Regions from separate parts of the Sus scrofa genome. Here region 1 is linked to region 2. Evidence: chromatin contacts called from public HiChIP or PLAC-seq data. All regions are on one chromosome and are shown on one strand. The core of a region is the stretch at or near the end of the contact, and the rest is flanking DNA. Distances in the headings are between cores, read along the strand shown.

What was found. HiChIP or PLAC-seq counts read pairs in DNA pulled down with a chosen protein or histone mark.
Region 1: a contact with region 2 is called in an H3K27ac HiChIP or PLAC-seq map of alveolar macrophages. The contact joins the promoter of TMED10 here to the promoter of DLST in region 2. A contact is called at or near these places in 2 of 5 promoter capture datasets (fetal liver and liver) and 1 of 2 datasets of contacts at active chromatin or transcription factors (alveolar macrophages).

The regions. Positions count from the first base shown.
Region 1 is chr7:98,359,941-98,367,574 of Sscrofa11.1, reverse strand. TMED10 (transmembrane emp24 domain-containing protein 10) reads left to right here and starts at 4,923. Exons shown (of 5, transcript XM_001926711.5): 1 at 4,923-5,228. The coding sequence starts at 5,004.
Region 2 is chr7:98,087,292-98,094,467 of Sscrofa11.1, reverse strand. DLST (dihydrolipoamide S-succinyltransferase) reads right to left here and starts at 3,307. Exons shown (of 15, transcript NM_214397.1): 1 at 3,219-3,307; 2 at 2,626-2,659; 3 at 12-60. The coding sequence starts at 3,281.

The DNA of each region.
Region 1 (7,634 bases), core at 3,674-6,173, 270 kb before region 2:
CATAATCTCTGTGAAGATGCAGCTTTGATCCCTGACCTCGCTCAGTGTGTTAAGAATCCACCATTGTGGCAAGCTGTGGCACAGGTCACAAATGTGGCTCAGATGTGGTGTGGCTATGGCTGTGGTGTAGGCCTGCAGCCGCAGCTCTGATTTAACCCCTAGCCCAGGAACTTCCATATGCCACAGGCAAGTCTGTAAAAAGGGAAAAAAAAAAAAAAAAAAAAAAGATGATATTAGAAAGGTAGGCTGGAATTGGCCCACATAGGTTTGGGGGCTGTGGTAAGGTATTTGGGCTTAATTCTGGTGGATTTACACATTTTAAGAAAATCACTTGAGGTGTATTAAGGAGCATGATTATAGAGGTGCAAGAATGGAAGCAGAGACAATAGTCAGGAGACTTATGTCTTAGTGAGAGAGGAAAACTTAGGTGAGAGAAGCAAGCTTTTCTGTAAAGGCTCAGATAGTAAATATGTTAGGTTTTGTGAGCCACTAAGCTCTCTGTCACATACTCTTCTCCCCCGCCACCTCCCCATCCTCTTTTTTCTTCAACAACTCTCTACAAATGTAGAAACCATTCTTAGCTCTTGGATGATACAAAAATAGGAGGCTGTCTGCCAGATTTGGCCTGCCCAGCTAAGCCGTAGTTTGCCTGCCCCTGGCTTAGAGTGAAGTACAAACCGATTGGCATATATTTAGGACACAAAACTGGTAGGACTGGCTGGTGAACTGGCTCTGTGTGGGGTGGGGGTAAGAGAAAGAGGAAACAGGGATGGGCTCATTGAAGAAGTCGCAGGTGGTGTCCTTTGCTGAGATGGGGAAGAAGCAGATTTGGGGGCTGGGGGGAAAGAGGAAATCAAGAGTTAAGTATGAGTTGTCTATTAGTCATCCAAGGGGAGATGTCAAGTAGGGAGCCTGATATAGACCCTGGAGTTTAGGGGAGAGGTCAGGGTTGGAGATTCACATTTGGGAGTTTTGGGTCCATGGATGCATTTAAAGTCATAGACTGGATGAGATCACCCAGAGTGCAGCACAGAGGTTCCAGGACCAGCTCCTGGGGGACGCCAGAACTCAGAGGACCCATAGAAAAGGTCTTTGGCATCACTCTCTGGCTCAAAGAGTGTGACGCATGACAAATATTACTAAACTGCTTTCCCAAAGGGTCTTTTGTATCTTCACAGAACCCATCTTGTTTTAGCTATTTAAATACACACTGTGAGTGGGGGTGGGACTGTACACAAGAATGGGCAGGGACACTGAAGTTAGAAATCCTTGACTGCTTTTGCGTTGGAGCTGGGGAGCCTCAAGCCACACCTGGGGATTAGGCTGCTTAAAGGAGGTATCGGGAGGGCTGAAGTGCTTCCAAGGCCTCCCAACCACAGGACTGCCCAGCAAGTTTATTACAAATGCAGATGTTCAATAAGAGCTCCTGATTCACTGTCTGGAGTGAGGTGTGTTGGGAAACCTGTGGCTTAGGGAGAGACTGGGTAAAGGGTGTGTCCTGGTAACATCTCTTCACCTCCAGAGGCTCCAGGAATCTTAGGTAGGTCAGGCCGGGGGAGCTTCAGGATGATGAGATGGCAGAAGACAGTCCAGGAAAAAACAACTTCTCTAGTTGCAGGATACTTTCCATTCGCTCTCCAATTCAGAATGAGGCCTTTTCTCCAGATTTCAAATGGTACCTTGTTTAATGCAGATGCAGAGTTTAAGAATTCTATTTTGGGAGTTCCTGGGAAATGAATCTGATGAGTATCCATGAGGACACAGGTTTGATCCCTGGCCTTGCTCAGTGGGTTAAGGATCCAGTGATGCTGTGAGCTGTGGTGTAGGTCACAGACACGGCTCGGATCTAGTGTTGCTGGGACTGCGGTGTAGGCCGGTGGCTGCAGCTCCAATTCAACCTCTGGCCTGGAAACTTCCATGAGTGTGGCCCTAAAAAGACAGGAAAAATTCTAGTTGCTAGGATCTACTCTGCCCTCTAGTACTACAACCTAGAGGGGAGATTTTTGTATGTGTATGTCCTTATATAGAAATAAGGACACACTTTTCAATTTTTTTTTTTTTTTTCTGCCCTTTGTCCTTTTAGGGCCGCACTCTCGGTATATGGAGCTTCCCAGGCTAGGGGTCTAATCGGAGCTGTAGCCACCGGCCTATGCCAAAGCCACAGCAACGCTAGATCTGAGACATGTCTGCTACCTACACCACAGCTCACTGCTCATTGAACCCACTGAGCGAGGCTAGGGATGGAACCTGCAACCTCATATTTCCTAGTCGGATTTGTTTCGGCTGCGCTGCAACAGGAACTCCCATTTTTCAATTTAAAAAAAAGATTTGTGGCATTCCCATCGTGGCTCAGCAGTTAACGAACACCACTAGTATCCATGAGGATGTGGGTTCAATACCTGGCCTCACTCAGTGAGTTAAGGATCCGGCGTTGCCGTGAGCTGTGGTTTAAGCCGGTGGCTACAGCTCCAATTGGACCCCTAGCCTGGGTACCTCCATATGCCATGGATGCAGCCCTAAAAAGACAAAAAATAAAGATTTGCATATTGTTGGTGAAAATGAAATAGTACCTACACTTTGGATACATTGTGGGTTAAATAAATTTGTGTGAAAACAGCAAAGGAATAACAGAAGAATTTTACTATTAGACTTTGTTAGGAGCTAAGGAATTATTCTTGCATTCATTGAACCATTATTTATTGTGCCTTCTAAGCACCAGGCACTATTTTAGATTTAGAAGATAAAGCAGTGAACAAAACAGACAAAAATCCCTGTCCCTCACAAAAAAGAAATCCCAGTCAGGGAGACAGATTAATAAGTGTGTAAGTAAAATGCATGAGGCTTAGACAGTGGTGAGTACTAAGAAGAAAAACAGAAGGAAGGAAGGGGGAAAGGAAAGAGCTGCAGGCCAGGGTAAGTGAGGACACAGGATCAGGACCTGAGAGCTGTAATTTAGGAAAGTAACTCAATTTTTCTGTTTCTTCACTTATAAAATAATAGTGCCTTTCTGAAGAAGGCTCAGGCCCTTAGACCGACTTTGTCACTTTTAAACTATGGGACTTTGGGTATGAAAGTTCTTTGGCCTCTCAGAACTTCTCCTCATCTGTAAAATGAACAGATTTGCCCAGCCTACATCACATGGTTTTTGAAAATGCCAAATGAGATAACTAATATATGTGAAAATATTTTAAAACATATAAGCTGTCATTTAAATATAAAATAGAAATTTAGGAGTTCCCCTCGTGGCTCAATGGTAAACAAACCTGACTAGAATCCACGAGGATGCGTGTTGGATCTCTGGCCTTGCTCAGTGGGTTAAGGATCCAATGTTGCCCTGAGCTGTGGTGTAGGTTGCCTCGGATCTGGATCTGGCGTTGCTGTGGCTGTGGCGTAAGCCAACAGCTGTAGCTCCAATTCACCCGTAGCCTGGGAACTTCCATATGCCCTGGGTGTGGCCCTAAAAAAAAAAAAAAAAAAAAAAGTAATTTAAAGGTAAAAACCACACAGGTATTTCATGGGTTTGCAAATCTCTTGCTGATGGTCGGCAAAGCCTCAGGACTGAGAGTAAACAGGGAATTAGATAACTGCTTGGTATTGATCCTCCCCCCACCCTCCCCAGGGAAAAAGCTAATGGCCAATGCAAATTACCAGGGTGTTCTGAATAAATTACCATCGGTATCTTAGATGAGGGATAAAATAGTCAAACTAAATGTTCCTAAGTGGACACCTCATAAAATAATTATTATATGACATTTGTCAAATTTTAAAATGCTTTACAGCTCTTTTGTTTGTTCTTGTTTTGTTTGTGGGATTTCAGTTCCAGGAAATAGTCTGAAAGGAGTTATAAACACAGAACAACTGTTTAATTTGTTAAAAGCATACAGTCCATCTTCTTGGTATTTCTGTAGATGCTCAATAAACATGAATCAAAGTAGATAATTCTAAACATAGGCTGATGAGTACTTTTTCAACTTCCTACTTTCTTCAGCTCTGAATATTTTATAGCATCCCCCTAATGGTTTGTTGACTCAATAAACATGTCAGTAGGCATGCATGGGATAGTGTCTGGCACATAGTAGGTAGTCAATAAATATTTGTTAAACAAAAGCATGCATGATTACCATGTAGGTTTCCTTACTACGGACTTGCCAATTTGATCCCTAAAGTGTTTTAAACATTTAAAACACATCAATACTTGGCTTCCCTGGACAATGCTTATCTGGTAAAACACATTAGGTCCATCTCCAACACTGGACTAAAAGCGTGTTTTATTCAATTTAAATACAGAATCCAAATTTAGTTTGAATACCACCTAGCATAGTAGGTGCTTAATGTCTGTTACATAAGATGCATATTCAGAAATCAGTTACTCCAGCCCAAATACCCCAGCTCAGGGGCATGAACTGGACGGTTCCAGCTCACATTCACCAGGCGACCTCTACTCCTTCTCTGAGGTTCTGGCTCCTGCTCGCTTAATAGCCAGATTGCAAATTTTCCTCGGCCTCTTGAGGTCTTCCTCTCGAGCGCTCAAAGTCCCAACGGTCACCACGTCACTGGGACGGCACCTACTCTGCCTGCATCTCCGCCCCCTCCGGGTGCTCTCCGGAGGTCGGAAGGCGGGCCCAGCAATTGGCATTGTGGCTGTTTCCTATTGGGGCTTAGTTGCTATGGTATCACAGACCATTAAAACTTCAGGGCACTACTTCCGGAATTTAAAGGAGAATTACTTCCAGGGCTGCCCATACTTGCTATGGCTGACTGAGCTTAACAAAAACGAAACTTTTCGGGGAAACGTCTGGGAAATCTCATTTAACCACGTTAATCTGTGAGTACGATATGTTATCATATCCCCACTTCCCTTTAAAAGACTTACTGTACATTTTTAATCTATTTGCCAGCCTCCAAAATGGCGCCGGCAGTATTGAAAGGTCAGAGGTGAGTTACGTGGGCCCTCCCGGTTCCGGCGCGATACAGGCCCACGGTGGTGAACAGTCTCCGGCACCATGTCTGGCTTGTCTGATCCACAAGCCCTGCGTGGCCCTTGCCCGCTAGCGTTGCTGCTTTTATTCCTGCTCGGCCCCAGCTCCGTCCTCACGATCTCCTTCCATCTGCCCGTTAATTCCCGCAAGTGCCTCCGCGAGGAGATCCACAAGGACCTGCTGGTGACGGGCGCGTACGAGATCACCGACCAGTCTGGGGGCGCTGGCGGCCCGCGCACCCACCTCAAGGTGCGACCGTCGGGGGCGAGGGGCGGGGAGGATACACCACAGGCGTCGGCGCGGTGGCGGAGAACCTGGGGAGTCTTGCAGATTGAGGTCTGGAGGGCGGCCTGGCCTCCCCGAGCGCTCGGGGCGAGCCGCCGAGACCGCCCCCTCATCCTCCTCGTTGGCGTTCGCTGGGCGGGGCTGGGCGCCAAAGCCGGGAACCCATTGAAGGGCCGCCAGGCCTTGGCGGATGTGGTGACAGTTGAGCTGCAGTGGCTTCGACTTTGGGTCGTTGTCGTGGCCCTATACCTGTTTTGGTCTTAAGTACCTTGAACTGTAACTTGGTTCTCCAAAGAAATCTATGGATGCCGAGTGTTTGTGGGGACCAGCATCCTAAGACACATTGATACCTGCAGGAAAATAATGGAAGCATTTAAGCGAGCTGTGAATAGTAAAAGCTGTTATTTCTTGAGCATTAGCCGTGTGTCAGGTTCTGTACTGTACATACATTTAGTTCGTACATTACCCTGTGTAGTAGGTACTATTGACCTCATTTTACACAATTGAGGCTCAGAAGTTGGAGAACAAACTGGTGATTCTTAGTTTAGGAGTTGAGTAAAGTGACGGAAAAGTGCTGCAATCTTAGACTCTCCTTGCCTTTTATTTGTAATTCCTGTGATTGATTCAAGTCCATTATTGGTCACGAAATGGTCTCAGTCTCTTGTACTTTTCTTTCCCGTACCCCAGAATCTGGACTTGGCCAAGTTTTGTGTAAATTTTAACTATACTCTTGGACAGCTATTACCAATTATGTCACTTTGGTCCCATATTGCAGTTAGAATGACCAGGCCTCCTCTTTGAAACCTTAACATGATTTGATATCTCTTAAGATTGGGTTTTGTTTTAGGTGGTTTTATTCATTTGCAGTAAGCATGTGGGGGTTTTGTTTGTTTGGCCTGCTGGGGCATGTGGAAGTTTCTGGGCCAGGGATCAAACCCTCCAGACAAAGCTGTAACAGAGCCACTGTAGTGACAACAGCTGGATCCTTAACCAGCTGTGCCACAAGGGAACCCCATATGGGGTTTTTTTTTGTTTGTTTTTAACAGTACGGGTCTTGAACTAAATAGGAAGAAACATTTTTACGTTTTAATAGAGCTTTAAGTACATAAGCTTAAAGTATTGGAGGAATTCCCATCGTGGCGCAACGGAAATGAATCTGACTAGGAACCATGAGGTTGTGGTTCGATACCTGGCCTTGCTCAGTGGGTTAAGGATCTGGAGTTGCTGTGAGCGATGGTATAGGTCGCAGATGTGGCTCGGATTTGATGTGGCTTAGGCCGGCAGCTGTGGCTCCAATTAGACCCCTAGCTTGGGAACCTCCATATGCAGCAGGTGCAGCCCTAAGAAGCTAAAAAAAAAAAAGCTTAAGGTATTGGAATGCAATAGTCATAATAGATGCAATTTCTTACTTAAACTTTGAGAGATGAAAAATTATAGGACTGTTGCATAATGACTGAGGCTTTTATTTCTGTCTAGCCAAGAAAACCATGATGGCGTGATTTTAGAGGCTTAGGTGCAACAATTTGGGGATCACGCTTCTGGCTCGATTCTATGTATGTAGTGCATAGGATCAGAGAATTTTAGCAGTGAAAGAGACTTTATTCTCATCTCTCGTGTTGCCCCCTCTGATTTGTACTTACATTTTAAAACCTTCCAGAGGCTCACTATTCCTTATCTGGTAAAGTTTAAATTTCTCAATAGGAGTTCCCGTTGTGGCGCAGTGGAAACAATCCACTAGTATCCATGAGGATGCAGGTTCGATCCTTGGCCTCACTCAGTGGGTTGGGGATCCAGGATTGCTGTGAGCTGTGGTGTAGGTTGCAGACGTGGCTCAGATCCATTGTTGTGGCTGTGGCATAGGCCAGCAGCATATGTTATTTGATCCCTAGCCTGAGAACCTCCATATGCCACAGATGTGGCCCTAAATAAAAAGCAAAAAAAAAAAAATAAATAGATTTCCCGGTATACTCTGTAGTGCTCATTATCTGTTCCTGAAACTGTAACTGCTTTGCCGCTCCCCGCTTTGCATTTTACATATGCGCCATCCTGAACAGTACCCTAAACTCAACATATTTTCATCTTAAATTGTAATTACTTGTATCTTGTCTTCCTTATTAGACCATTAGTATCCTGAGGGCAAGAATTTTATTCATGTTCATATTTTTCAGAATGTCAAACATACCACCTTGCTTCCAGGAAGCTCTTAATACAGGGAGCACATAGTGTAGCATGGTCTTATGGGTGTTACGTCTGTATCCGAGGCTGCTGAAGGACTTAAGCAGCAGAAGTCTGTGCACCTGCATTGCAGGCATTTTGCCATCAGTTATGTCTGCTCTTTTCTTCTGCTACCAACCAGCTTAATTGGACTAC
Region 2 (7,176 bases), core at 2,058-4,557:
GTGATACTTACACAATCTTCCTGCTGTCAGGGTAACCTGGTCCCTGACATAAGGAGATCCCTGCAAGAAACAAAACAACTCTTAACCAACAACTCTTTATCTTACACAGGATACCTGCTGGGAATGGAAAAGACGTCTGTTCACCCCCTAACTGAGATAGAGCAGGATCAACAGCAAGCAATAATATCATCTTTATCAGAAAGTCCTGCTTCTTAAAACTTTTCCACCAAAGTAACTGTTATGGCAGAGAACAGGTATGTGGGACTGTGGGTGGGAAGGTGTTTGAGGAAGAAAGGGGAGAATTCTATCATCTTATTTACCTTAAAATTCATAAACTCTCATTATCCCTACATGTTTTCATAATAAAGTGCCTCTACTCTGCAAGTCTTCAAATACAACTGAAGCTTAAGAAAAACACATGATGGCTTATCTTGTGAAGACACAGCCTAATCAGAGGAGCAGTGGAAATGTTTGATCTGAGTTTGTTTCCCTGGTTATTTAAAATACACTGAGCTGGAAGTCTTGTTGCCTGTACCTCAGCAGCAAAGACTGGGCTACTTTAGGCCCAAGGACTCCAGCTGGTTCTAGGACTGAGCAAATCATTATCCCTTCTTTCAGTGTTTTGTCTTCCCCCCTCCCTGAGACCTTCCACTCTGGTCACACTCAACAAGGTGGGAGCTCCTCTCTGCCCCACCAACTGTCCTTAGCACAGATGACTGCATTTCCTCAATAACTAATCACTCTATCTGCTTCACCTGAATATATTCTCTCCTGGGTCTTACTTTTTCAGATCTATTAATAACTCTTTCTGAACCATGGGCACAGGAGCCACTGAACGGGAGACAATTCTCTCTTGTGCCCACCTCCATGTCCAGTAGCCAATGACTATGCAGTAAAAACCCCAAGCATAGCATGTATTTGAGCTAGAACAGCCAGCCCATACCAACTTCTGGAATCCTAAGTCCAACTCAGAATTCATCTTATAGCAAGTTTCATTTGTACAGTGCTTTGGAGTTGATAAAAATCCTTCACATAATGACCTCATTTTGATTTTCGCCTCACAGCTCCCTGAAGCGGAACAACCATCTGCCATGATCCCCATTTCATACATAAGAAAGGCTTCTGGAGGTTAAGTGACGAGCCCAAGGAGAAGTGCTGAACCACAATGTAAACCCCAAATACAAAGCTCTTCCCATTGTCCTGCTAGTCTCTAAAATGGAGAAAACCTTTACTGACATTTTTCAGGATTCCAAACTAAAAAGTTTATTACTGAGAGTCCTGAGCTAACATTGTGCCAGGTGCCTATGACCTCATGGCTCTTAGAATAAAGTCCAAAAACTTTACACATTCCTGCCCAGCCCTCCCAGACAGGCTTCCTTTCCATTTCTATGACGAGTCAAGTCTTCCTGCCTGAAAACCTTTGCACAAGCAATCCCCTTTGCCTAGAATATCGTTCTCTCAGCCAACTCCTATGGATTCTTTAAGACTTGGCTTAAATGTCACTCCTGTGGGGGAAGCCTTTGCTGATATTACCGCTGCACTCTCCACCTCCCAAGCTGGCTACTTCATCCCACCCTCTCATTACACTCCACTTCTCTTTCATAGTAGTTACAATGTAATTATGTCCTTCCATATGCATAAACATGTATTTGTTGTCTCTCCTGGTAGCCCATAAGATCCTGGAGGGTAGAGACCATCTATATCCCTGTCACCTAGGACAGTGCCTGGCATGCAGTGACATTTTAATAAATAATTTATGTAGTGCATGAGTAAATGATAACCTGGTGGGTTAGGGGTTCAAGCAGAAGAGTAGGTAGGCCTGGCTTGACCAGTAGTTGTCCAAGTGACCTTGGTCAAAGCACTTAACCTCTCTTAGCCTTGAATGATACATGCGTAAATAAAGAAAATTTCTCTTTTACTGTTTTTTAATGATTAACTGAAAAAAAGTACAGAAAGCACTCAGAACAATGCTTGGCACACAGAATGCCCATAATACGATCAACTCATTCAACAAATATTTGTATCATGTGTATAAAAAACTATTGGGATAAAACCAAAATTCTTTCTCCTAGTCTCGATACCTCGTGGCACTCTACCTCATGGCACTCTCTCCCTTAACCAAAATGCTCTGGTCAAATCACCTTTTTTTTTTTTCCAGTAACGAAATACTGCCAAGGTCTTTACTTCCTCAGGGACTCTGCACTTGCTATTCCTTTTCCCTCTCCTGCTCTTCATCACCCTGGCCTCTGTCACATCCTGTGGGTCACAGCTTTAGTGTCCTGCTTCATTTGTTTCCTTCTCAGCATTTAACCAAGATTCACGATAGTCCATTTGTTTAACAATTTACACCGTGTCCTTCCCACTAGACTGTATGGTCTACGGTCTAGTACAAGGAGAACCACTCACTGATGAATCCCTAGTGAGTGCCTAGCACAGTGCCTGACACATTGCGGATACTGAGTAACTATGTGCTAAATGAATAAATGATGTTTGTTATTAAATAGCATCTTGTTTCATTCCTATCTATCTGAACACCATGCGGAGAAACACAGGCACCCCATTTCCTCACATACGGCTCTGCCCAGGAGGAGAGCATTTTTAGGTGACAGCAAGGGCAGAACTTACCAGGCAGGGAACGTCTCCCTAGAGGGCAGTTCCCCTGTGGAGAAAGAAGACATTATCGACGTCACCCAGAGGAAAGAAACAGCTTTCTCTCTTAAATACAGACTCAAAGCTGTCCCGGTGCTGGTGACAGGTGAAATCTCATGACGCCGAAAGCTAATGGCAACAGCCTAGGCGTGCTCTCACTCCGTCAGCACGCTGGGCCTGCCAAACTATCTCAACTTTCCAACGGGGCTGATACCCACTGATTTTAACAGAGAGGAAACGGGCCCTTGGATCCCGTCGGAGCATTCCGTGGCGCCTCCTCCCCAACTCTGAGTCTCGTGTCGGAGCGGGCGCGGCTCCTCCGCCCCGCGCGGAGGGTGGGGTACAGCAGGGGACCAGGCGCTGCCTGCCTCGGGCAGGCGAGGGGCTACTGGGCTCCGCAAAAGAACCCGAGAGCAACAGCGGCTCTCGGCCACCCAGCCCGCGGCCTCCGCGTCCCGATGCCCTTGGTGCCCGGCCTCGCCGGCGCGCCACGCCCCTGACCCCGAGCCGTCCGTCCGCCTGCCGGAGAGTTTTTCACCCTCCGGGGCCCCAGCCCGGCCGGACCGTACCTTCTGAAAGGCGGAAAGCGAACGGCTGAACGCCCGGGACACGCAGCGGGACCGGGACAGCATCGCGGCGGCGGCGGCGGCGGAGCCGAGGGCGGGCGGACACCGGATATAGAGCCCGGCAACAACCGGAAGCAGGGCGGACCACGGCACCCGCAGCGCAGAGAGGGGTGTTCGGAACGAACCACTGACGAACGGGGGGGAAAATCGACGGGCAGAACACAGCTGCCCTAACCTCAGCCCAGGTGTGCCCGCAGGGTGAACCCGCTGCGGCTAGGCTCCCCCGGAACAAGTTGCGCTGCCTTCCGGCCGGGACAAATCCTCTGCAGGGTACCTATGACTGTCCCGTGATCAGGTCGCCCCGGGGTCCTTCCCTCCCCGATCTTTCCGCAGAGCTGTCTCTGAGCGTGGCGCCCATCTCTCCTGGGTCCCCGGACACCCTGCTCTTCTTCCGCAGCGCTGCTGGAAAAGAGTGGAAGGCGTCAAGGGCTTCTAACTCGGACTTTGACAAACAAGCCTGCCTGATCTTACACTTGTGTGTCCTTAGACAAGAGACATTGCCTCCCTATGCCTCAAATTCCTCAACTATTAAAAAAATAATAGTAGTAAAAAGCAGTGATCACTTCCCTTTCTAACCTCGGAACAAAGAAACAACCCCAAGGAACCCTTTAACCCATTACCCTTTAACCCAGCTGAAGACCTTCACCAAGTAGCCCTACTTCTGCATCCACATCTCCTGATCTTCCCTAGCCCCTATTCAAACTCTCTACAGCCAAGCCAACTGTACCCCATACATCCTGTGCATTTTGAAAGCCATTCATTTGTCTCTCGACCTCTAGAAAATAAATTCCATTAGATTAGAGAATGTGTCTGTCTTTTTCACTGCTGTATTCCTAGTAATTTTTAAAAATTACATTTTTGTTGAAACATAATTGACATGTAGCATTGTATAAGATATACAGCGTAATGATTTGCTGTATGTGTGTGAAGCGATTATCGCAAAAAGTTTAGTGAACATCCATCCTTTCATGTAAGTACAAAATTAAAGAAATTTAAAACAAAAAAAATTTGTATGTGATGAGAACTCTTAGGATTTACCCTCTTAAAAACTTTCATATATAGCATACAGCAGGGTGAGTTTATCATGCAATACATTACATCCCTAGTACTTATTTATCTTATAAGTTTATATCTTCATCCAATTCTCCCTCCTCCCCCATCACTGGTAACCACAAATCAGATTTCTTTCTCTATGAGTTTGTTTTTGAACTATAATGTATCCCCAACACTTGGAACAGAGATTGACATCGTTTAGGTGTGCAATCAATATCTGTGGGCTGAATTGGGGCCTCCCAGCGTTGAACAACCAAGAAAACACATAGCACCCCCCTCTACTCTTTTTTTTTTTTTTTTTTTTTTTGTCTTTTTAGGGCTGCACCTGCAGCACATGAAGGTTCTGGCATATGGAGGTTCCCAGACTAGGGGTTGAATCAGAGCTGTAGCTGCCAGCCTACACCACAGCTCACAGCAATGCCAGATCCTCAATCCCATGAGCGGGGCCAGGGATCAAACCTGCAACCTCATGGATGCTAGTCGGGTTTGTTACCACTAAGCCACAGTAGGAACTCCTGAGTATTCACTTTTATAGTTCACCTTCCTAATAGAAAGCGTGTTCTATAAGCTTCTGATTTAATTAAGAATGAACGAATGAATGAGCCACTTGGTGCCTACTCATGGTGGTTTTGTTAGCTGAGTCATTTTGCCTGGCCTTGGGAATTTTATGGTGCTTTCACTCGTCTAAACTCTGAAAGCACTTCCACTGAAATTCTGGAGGGATGGGCAGAAGCCCTAGCTTAAAATAGAGAAAACATCCTTGCCTTGCAGCTGCCCCTGATCAAGTCTTTAGCATCCTTCGGCTGGATTATTTTGAAAGCTTCCCAACTAACCTGAGCTTCTACTCACTTTCTTTAACTCATCCTCCACACCTGTGTCAAAGATGCTTTTGAAGTGCAAATCTGATCCTGTCACTCCCCTGCTTAAAATGCTTCCATTGCTTCTCCCTATCAGTAGGATAAAGTCTAATCTCCTCAGCTTGACCAGGCACTGGATAATCTGCCCTCTGCTTTATGGTGATCCTCTCCCTACCTCCCCACCCCCATTCTCACAGGTGCTGAGCTTTAGTGCTATTTCACTCCTTCACCTCTTGGCCAGGGCTGCTCCCAACTCCTATTTGCCTAGGGATTCCTCACCATCCTTTTTAAAGCTTTTGAATCCCTTCCTAAGCCCCTCTAGCAGAGTTAACAGATACCTTTTGTTTTTCCAAAGTATTGTGTCTGTATCTCTCCTTTGCATTGTAATGTCATTTTTGCCTGTCTGTCTCCTCTACTGGGCAGAGCAGCAGAAGGAGACGTCTCTATTGTCCTGAATTCCCCCCTGCCCAGGTCACTCACAGTGGCGAGTACTCCGTGGGTGCTCAGTAAATACAAGTGGAATGACTAAATGCTGCCATGCTGACAACATGGCTGGATACAGCTAAAGGGTCCAAAAACAATCATCAGGAGTTGTGGCAATCCTTTGCAGGGGTTGCTGTTAATATATCTTAGATAGCTACTTATTTTTTTCAGTTTTATGTAATTAACATTTGAGATTCTTATTGAGAACTGAGAAGCTCAGGCCCGAATAGTGTGGCAAAGCATTTCTCCTGAGATGCTTGGTGATTACCCAAGTTAATTAGATGTTACATAGATACCACACACACACACACACACACACACACACACACACACACACACACGAGTAGCATTTGAAGTTTCTCTCACGGGATAAAGGTTGAAACTAATTTCCTTGAGACGGACATGGGAGCTTCTGTGGAGCCCAAGGTCCAGCCTGATAAGCTTACATTTTTTTCTGTACTTAGAGCCTCCCAGGACACAGCATTCTCTATCAGGACAAGAGTTTATGAATACAAGTTCATAAATTTCTGTTTGTGGCAGGGTTCAAAACAAAATTTTTAAAAATTTTATTGTGCAATATGTAATCAAAAGGGTATATAAATATATGTGTATGATCTAAAGAAAAGTAATAAAAGGAATAGCCACTCTCGCCACACAGCTTAAGAAATGGTAAAGGCTGCAGTTCCCTGGTGGTGCAGCAGGTTAAGAAACTGCTGTGGCTCTGATTACTGCTGTGGCAAGGGTTTGATCCCTAGCCTGGGAACTTCCACAGGCCATGCTGTGGACAAAAATAAAACAAAACAAAAAAGAAAACAATAACAACAAAAAAAGAAATGGCAAAGCCCTATGTGGCCCTTCTGGCTAACCACTGCTATACTGAATTATATATTAATCATCCTCTTGCTTTCGTTGTAGCCTCAATATGCATGTGTCCTAAACTGCACACGTTTTTGTCTATTCTTTTTTTTTTTTTAAATCCTTTTCCAGCCACACCCACACAACCTATGGAAGTTCCCAGGCTAGAGATGGAATCCAAGCCAGAGCTGAGACCCATCCCATAGCTGCAACAATGATGGATCCTTAACCCACTGTACCAGGCTAGGGATTAAACTGGCAACACCACAGGTACAAACTGGATTGTCAACCCACTCGGCCACAGTGGGAACTCCATAGGCCTAACTGCTTCTTTTTTTTTTTTTTTTTTTTTTTGCCACACCCACAGCACACAGAAGTTCCCAGGCCAGGGATTGACTATGCCCCATAGCAGCCACTGCAGTGACAATACCAGATCCTTAACTGCTGTACCACAGAAAAATTCCTATTCTTTAAATTGAGGAAAATATGTACTTATTTTCAAATTATATAAGAAAAAAAACATGTTTCTAGAAAGCGTAAATGGTCCCATTAATGAAAAACACCAGAGAGGGCAGCTCAGCTTAAATAATATACACAGCATTCTTTCCTCTTAACTGAGATCCCCCAATATTCATAAGTGTGATCTGAAATAT